2 separate regions of the Mus musculus genome follow, and region 2 is linked to region 1. Evidence: chromatin contacts called from public Hi-C data. All regions are on one chromosome and are shown on one strand. Each heading gives the region's core, a stretch centred on a gene start, on an enhancer-like site or on the middle of the called end of the contact. The rest is flanking DNA. Distances are from core to core; before and after follow the strand shown.

Region 1 (3,285 bases), core at 459-2,958:
CCTTGGCTCCGACATGCCCACCCCTTTCCGGACATCAGCTGAGGCTAGCCAGGAAGGCACTGAATTAACCCAGAAAGGGCAGTACAGTCTACTCCCAGCTCTGAAAATCCACCAGAGGCTAGGTGTGGCAGCCAGTGCTAAGGCTAGCATCTGGGAGAGAAGGGCCAGCCTTGGCTTCCTAGGCCAAGCAGCTCTGGGAAAGCAAGGTAAAATCAATAGGAATCTGGCAGGTGGAATGGGCAGGGCCCAGGTAACAAACGGCCATCTGGCCCCTCCTTCCTGGGTGAGCAAGGGTTGCCTCCCTCTGTTTGGCATGTAAATATTGGGCCTCAAGCACTTGGCCACTCCAGGTTTCATAATACCCGAGGGTATCCCAATTATGCAAGAGCTCTTTTCAAATTCTCAAAGTCAGTGTTTCCTCTTCAAAAAGCCATCCAAGAAGACAGACGGCCTGTCAGACTGTCAAGCAAATGGCAAGAGGTCATCACAACCCTGAACGGGTGAAGCAAGCCCATAATCCCTTTCATCTGCAGGAAAGGCAGAGGAAGCGACTCAAATTTGGTAAAACCGTTTAGCAAAAATACGTCGCAAAGGCTGAGAACGAACCAATGGTCCACAGCCAAACGGGTGGGAGAGAAGGAAACAGAACACCAGTTCTTTCTTGGTTGAAGAGCGAATTACAGAGTTAGGGAAAGGAAAGAGGCTGTGGGATGGATGTACAGATGGGATGCACAGACGTACGGATGCGAGTATCACTCCAGCTGTGCACTGGACTCCAGAGTAATGCAATTTCCATCTTTTCTCAGCCTGCGCCAGGCCTAGCACCACGTGCCACATAGCCATAACCCCAGTATGCGGGAGGCCGAGGCAGGTGTGCAAGTATGAACGAGGTCAGCCCGGTCTACACAGAAAGCTCCAAAGCCAGCTTGCACTACAGCAGGAGACACTCTAGGGTTCTCTAAACAAGGACCACGAAGGAACATAGGAGGTGAAGAAAGCCAAGACCATGCTGGAGGCAGGGCTGATGGCATTGGGGATGTCAGAAAAGACCATCTGACGCTCCTGCCAGAGACAGACAGCCTCTAGGGATGCTTTGGCCAGGTCCCTATCTGTAGCCATGCACACATCCTTCTGAGTGGATGGGACAAGGACGCTTATAGTTAGTGTCAGCCTGGTTCTGCAAAGTGAAGCCGTTAACCAGACGCCCTGAGTACCAGGCCATCCAAGGATGAGCTGTGTCTCCCCTTCAGCCTGAGCCTGTGGCTTGCCGAGAGACACACAGCGAGCCAGTGACCGGTTCCCAACTGCAGATGCTGAGCTAGGAACCTTTCCCACCCGCAGTCCTTCTGTAGCAATGTGGCAGAGTCACACCGTGGGTGGGCAGGACACCAGCAAAGACAGTGCAAGGAAGTCCCTGGTAACTCTGGAAGACGAGTGAGGCCTACAACCCGACAGGGGTGGCTTTCTTAAGGGCACAGAAGGGGAACAAACAAAAGCAAGCTTACACTCCCAAGGAAACATAATCTGTGATTATAAATATTTCATGGGCAAAGAAAGTACCGGCTGTGGGCATGGTGGGGGTTGGGGGTAAGCTACAAATTAGATCTCCCTTTGCAAAGTGATAGGACGGCTGGAAGGGCAACCAGGCCGGGGCTATTCTGGGCAGTGTGCTCCAGGGCCCTGCGTCACAGGCACTAGCCTGTGTTGAAACCACAGGCTTCTAGTGGTCAGCACAGAACACCTTGGGAGGAGCGCTTAAGTCCATAAGAGACCAGAGGGGACAACACGGATAAGAGTCACTCAGAGGACAGTGGTGAGCTTCAGCAGCCGGGAGGCAGGGGAGGGGGTTGAGGGGGCACAGCAGAGCAGCCAGCACCCTGAAAACACACAGCAGGGCAGAGGGAGAGGAGGGGAGGGCCCAACCCCCGCTAACCAAACGGCCAGAGCTGCGAGGTAGCTCGCATCAAGCTGCCCCGTGAAGGGCAAAGGTCCAGGGGAAAGCAGGTTGTGTCAGGCTGAGGACAATCGCTGCTTTCCTTTGCCCCAAGACAGAGGCCTCATCCACCCCCCCATTCCCCCCCCCCCCCCCCCCGCCAGTCCACCTTCCTGAAGCTGCAGAGACAGCAGGGAATTAAGAGTCCACTAAGCCCCAGCACCAAACCTGTAAACACGCCAGCCAGCAAATCAGCCATGTGTCCGTGAGAGCTCTGCTACAGCTAGTCCATCCCCAGAGCCCACTACAGCAGCCACACTGCACCAGGCCTTGCAGAGGGCCACAGTACGGGGGGAACGCAGCTATGTTCCCCAAATACCCAGGATCCCTTGAAGCAAACTCAGCCAGGGGGGACCTGGGAGCTGGACCCGCGTGCACTGAAGACATAAGCTAAGTCTCCACCTCCTAGTATTCAGGCTGGTAGCTCCCACCTCCGCCCTCCAAGGTCTGCCCTGAGGCCTGGATAATCAAAATGGCAGCCTGTAGGATCACAGCTGATAGGAGTCAAGAAAGAGGCTCCAGTAACAGTAAAATGACAGATGGGGATGCTAGGGAGAAAGACAGAAACCTGGCCTGAGACCCAGGTTTCCCACATAGCCTCTGAAACTGTTCTCAGTGGCAATGGGACCAGTACTTAAAGTACCCAAGGACTGTGAGAAGCACTAAGAATATGCACATACCTGGGTCTCTCCACAGCACACTGCTGCTCTAACTTAATACTATATACAACGACCTGTCTAGCGCCTCAGAGGAACAGCAGCTACTTACCCACCTACCACCCTTTCTCTCAGGTCCTCAGGCCAAGAGCACCCCAAGCTCCCAAGTTCTGCATGGCTGAGTCCAGGAACCCCAGACTCCTCTTTGGCCTCCTCCATATTAGCCTCCTGCCAATCCCATTTCTTCAAGCACTGCCGTCTGAGTGTGCCAAGTCCGTGGTGGCATCTTGCAGTACTGCAGTCTGTCCTCTTCAAACCCTCAAGTTAAAGCCAACCCACCTCCCCTCCTCTTCCCTAAGTACCCATCACCTGCATCCTAATGCCTTTGGGTAAGATAAGCCTCCTTCCCTGGGCCTTGCAGCCAGGAGTAAATGGAGGTCAACTCCCCTCCTGACTTGGTGTAGCAGGATCTCAAGTGGTCCCAAAGGCTCACAGGTTAAAGGTCCTGGTACTGACTCCAGGCCTATACACACATGCTCTGTTCTCCCTAGCAAATTCCCACTCCTTTAAAGGGACATGAGTGCACAGTTCATTAATTATTCACAGATATAAATACTCATGCAACTGCTAAGTCTA
Region 2 (3,285 bases), core at 289-2,788, 300 kb before region 1:
GCAGGAAGCTTGTCTGGGTGATTGTCCTGACTGTTTGTCCCCATGGGGTGGGGCTCAGTAATCATTGATTGATTGAACGAATGAATGAATGCTCCAACTCTGCATCAGAGTTTCTGGAGATTCACAGCGTCTTACATAATCAGGACCTTGGTGACCTTGTTTGCACTCTTAACTCCAAGGCTATTCGGCATGCTCGGCCAATGTAATTAAAGCTCACTTAGCCCTGGTGGCCCCTTCTCTCCCTAGTGAGGCACTGCAGGGATGCACAGTAGGCCAATTGCACACTTCCTGGGATGGAGTCAGGACAGGCCACCTGGCTGCTGTTCTGATTATCTCAGAGACTTTAAGCAAGTCAGCATACCTAACTCCATTTACGGTTCTTGTCAGAAAAGATAAAGAGATGTACAGATGCTCTCTACGATTCTGTTTGACTTTCAAAGACCAGCTCCGGACCCAGCTGTGGGCAGCAGTTGAGAAGGAGGAGAAAGGCTGGGGGTGGGTGGGGGAGGGGCAAGTAGCAAAAAGGACTTTTCCAGGAAGGTTCAGGTCACCTGCTTATTTCTTCTAGAGCCTCGGGGAGAGGGCTCTGGAAGATTCTGGGTAAGGTTAGGTTTGGAAGTTCAGTCTATAATACCCTAGAAGCATAACTGAATGATTGCGACAACTCTCTCTCTCTCTCTCTCTCTCTCTCTCTCTCTCTCTCTCTCTCTCTCTCTGTCTCTCTCTTTCAGCTGTTTGGCCTGGAACACACAGAGCCCTGAGACCGTCTGTGGTCTCATCAGTATACGAATGAACATATTTTTTGGGGATGATGTCTTTAGTTTTCATGGGATCCCTAAGGGATGTGTGTCCCCCAATACTGAAGAGCTCATATGTAGCAGGCTAGGCTGACCCCATAAGAAGAGTAATCAAAGAGATGAGGGTGAGCAGAGACAGGCCCCAGTTCTCCGTGTTTTCATGTCCCTGTGGGTCTTCATCCCTTACAAGGAGGGGGGGTGACCTGCAGGAAGATCTGGCTGCCTTTACGACGTGAATGTTACGGCCATTTGGTAGGCCTGTGCACCTCTGTTCTATGGTGACTCCGCAGGCCGTGATGCCCGTGTGCAGCAGGGAGAGCAGAGGCACACTGTTGGCTGAGGGATCCCAGGCCTTCCCTTTGAAGAGTCCAGCAGGATGACAACCCACCGAGGCTGGCTGCCGCCTCCACTCTTCCTCCCTATGAGGGGTGCCGAGGTGGCTCCTGTCAGTAGGTTGTGCTGACTCTAAAGCAGGCTGTGGGTGCTGAGAGAAACGATGGTGTCCATGTCAGACTCCTCAGCTGCTCACAGACCTGCTGCACTAGGGGCTCTTGGGGTTGCTGGAGTGAGAACTGGGGAAGGGATGGGGGTTGGGGGAGGGAGAGACATTCTCCAAGGGGAAGGCATCCTCTGGGTGGGTAATCCCTGAACAACGGAGTATTTATAGCACTGTCTACGACTGCAGTGCAGGTGTGTGTTCTCCACTGGACTTTGGGCTTTACTGCAGGCCTCAGGCCTGGGAGACTTTTTGGAATGTGCCCCTTGTCTTCTAAGGCCACCTTTGGCCTCACCTGCTGTTTACCTTCCTCTTGGAGTCTCTTTGCCGCCGCCGCCAACCCCCTTCCCCTTTGGCAGACTGAGTGAGTGCCAGGAAATTGTTGGTCAAAGGTGAGGTCACTAAGAGCCTAGAAAAACAACAGGTCACCATTAACCTTGTCTACCTTCCAGGTGTCTTCTGCTTCACGCAAGCTCCTTCCTCCCTCCCTCCGCATCCCCAGCACTTGTTGTTCCGGGAGAAGCGATGCTGGCAGATTTTGGGGTGTGTTTGGGTTGGGGCAGATCCTGTAAGACTGACCATCTTGAGGCATTCCTCATTACTATTTCTGACTGGTGAGATATAGTTTTCAGGTATTATCTCAGATTGCATGGCCACCTGAGCTTAGATGCTGGCTATCCAGTAAAGCCCAAGGGACGCTGAGAGAAAGATGGTGTTCATTTGCCAACATATTCTCAGGGCCTGTCTTTTCATAATGTTTGTTTCACTGGATGGAGGAATGGATGGATCATAGATAGGTGGGTGGTTGGGTGCAAATAAATAAGTAGAGGGGTGGGTGCGTGTTTGTGGATACATACATGAATGGCTCTCTGGGTTAGTGGGATGAGCAGGTGGTGATGGATGGTTGGATGAGTAGGTAGATATGGACAGATGGGTGTTTGGATTGATGGGTGAATAGATAGGTAGGTGAAGATTGGTTGGTTGGTTGGTTGGAAGGGTAAATGAGTTGTGTGAGTGGGTAGATGGGTGGATGTATGCATGGCTGGATGGGTTGGTTGGTGGAAAGACGAAAAGTGAATCTGTTGAGTGGCAGATTGGATGGGTGGTAGATGAATGGATGAATAGATAGATAGAGGGATGGCTGGACTGATGGTTAAATAGGTCAGTAGATGAGCAGATATATGAATGGCTGGGTGTTTGGAAGGATAGATGAATGGTTGGGTAAGTGGTATGATGGATGGATTTGCGGGTAGATTCATGGGTGTTTGAATTGTTGGACAGATAGATGAGTGAGGATAGATGGATTGATGGTTGGTGGGCCGGTAGATGAATGGATAGATGAATGGATGATGGGTAGTTGGACAGATGAAAGGATGAATGGATAGGTGTAGGTAGATGGTTGGATGGAGGGGTAGATGGGTGGCTAGGAAGATGGCCAGAAAGATGGAAGGTTGGGAGGATGAGTAGCTGGGTAGCTGGGCAGACTGGTAGGTAGTTGGATGGGTTGATGATGATGGATGATGGTTAGGTAAATATTTGAGTGAATAAATGGATAGGTGGGAGTGGTATTCTGGGTTCTATGGTTGAGAGCTCTCCTCCTCTGGGAATCCCCTTGAGAAAACGTCTTCCCTACTGTCTACATATCTGCATTCCCATTGTTTTGTTGATATGATCTTGATTTCTTTACTGATCCTCTCAGATGATTTCAGATGGTTGTGTTCAAGCCAGTGAGAGACAGAGTCTTCTAATTCTCCATGTTGCCCACTAATGCTTGCCCTGGTACCTGCACACTGTTGGATGCTTACCAGACTATGGGATCTGGACAAAAGAGGCAGGGGTGGGCTGTGGTCGGTTGTTCTTACAAGATGATTCACTTTTTTGGTGAAAGAGCTTAGCTCCTACCTCTTTGGTCAATCCCACACACCACATCTCAGACCTGGGATTTCTTTCTGTACAGACTTGGTCATCAAAACCAGTTGACAGTCACTTGTG

What was found. Hi-C and Micro-C count contacts between places; a contact is called where the count stands out from the background.
Region 2: a contact with region 1 is called in a Hi-C map of liver, with 2.3 times the contacts expected there. The contact joins two enhancer-like sites. A contact is called at or near these places in 1 of 15 datasets of contacts at CTCF or cohesin (the NIH/3T3 cell line), 2 of 484 Hi-C or Micro-C datasets (bone marrow-derived macrophages and liver), 2 of 115 datasets of contacts at active chromatin or transcription factors (both in embryonic stem cells) and 2 of 9 other capture datasets (adipose tissue and embryonic stem cells).

Annotation. Positions count from the first base shown.
Region 1 is chr17:45,699,489-45,702,773 of GRCm38.p6, reverse strand. No RefSeq gene overlaps it. Among named protein-coding and RNA genes, the nearest start is that of Mrpl14, 15 kb to the right of the region's middle. Within about 2 kb of position 1,708, at least 26 of the 459 cell types and tissues checked have an H3K27ac peak or open chromatin away from gene starts, as enhancers often do. A contact at or near this core is called in liver, where this site is marked.
Region 2 is chr17:45,995,459-45,998,743 of GRCm38.p6, reverse strand. No RefSeq gene overlaps it. Among named protein-coding and RNA genes, the nearest start is that of Vegfa, 35 kb to the left of the region's middle. Within about 2 kb of position 1,538, at least 23 of the 459 cell types and tissues checked have an H3K27ac peak or open chromatin away from gene starts, as enhancers often do. A contact at or near this core is called in liver, where this site is marked.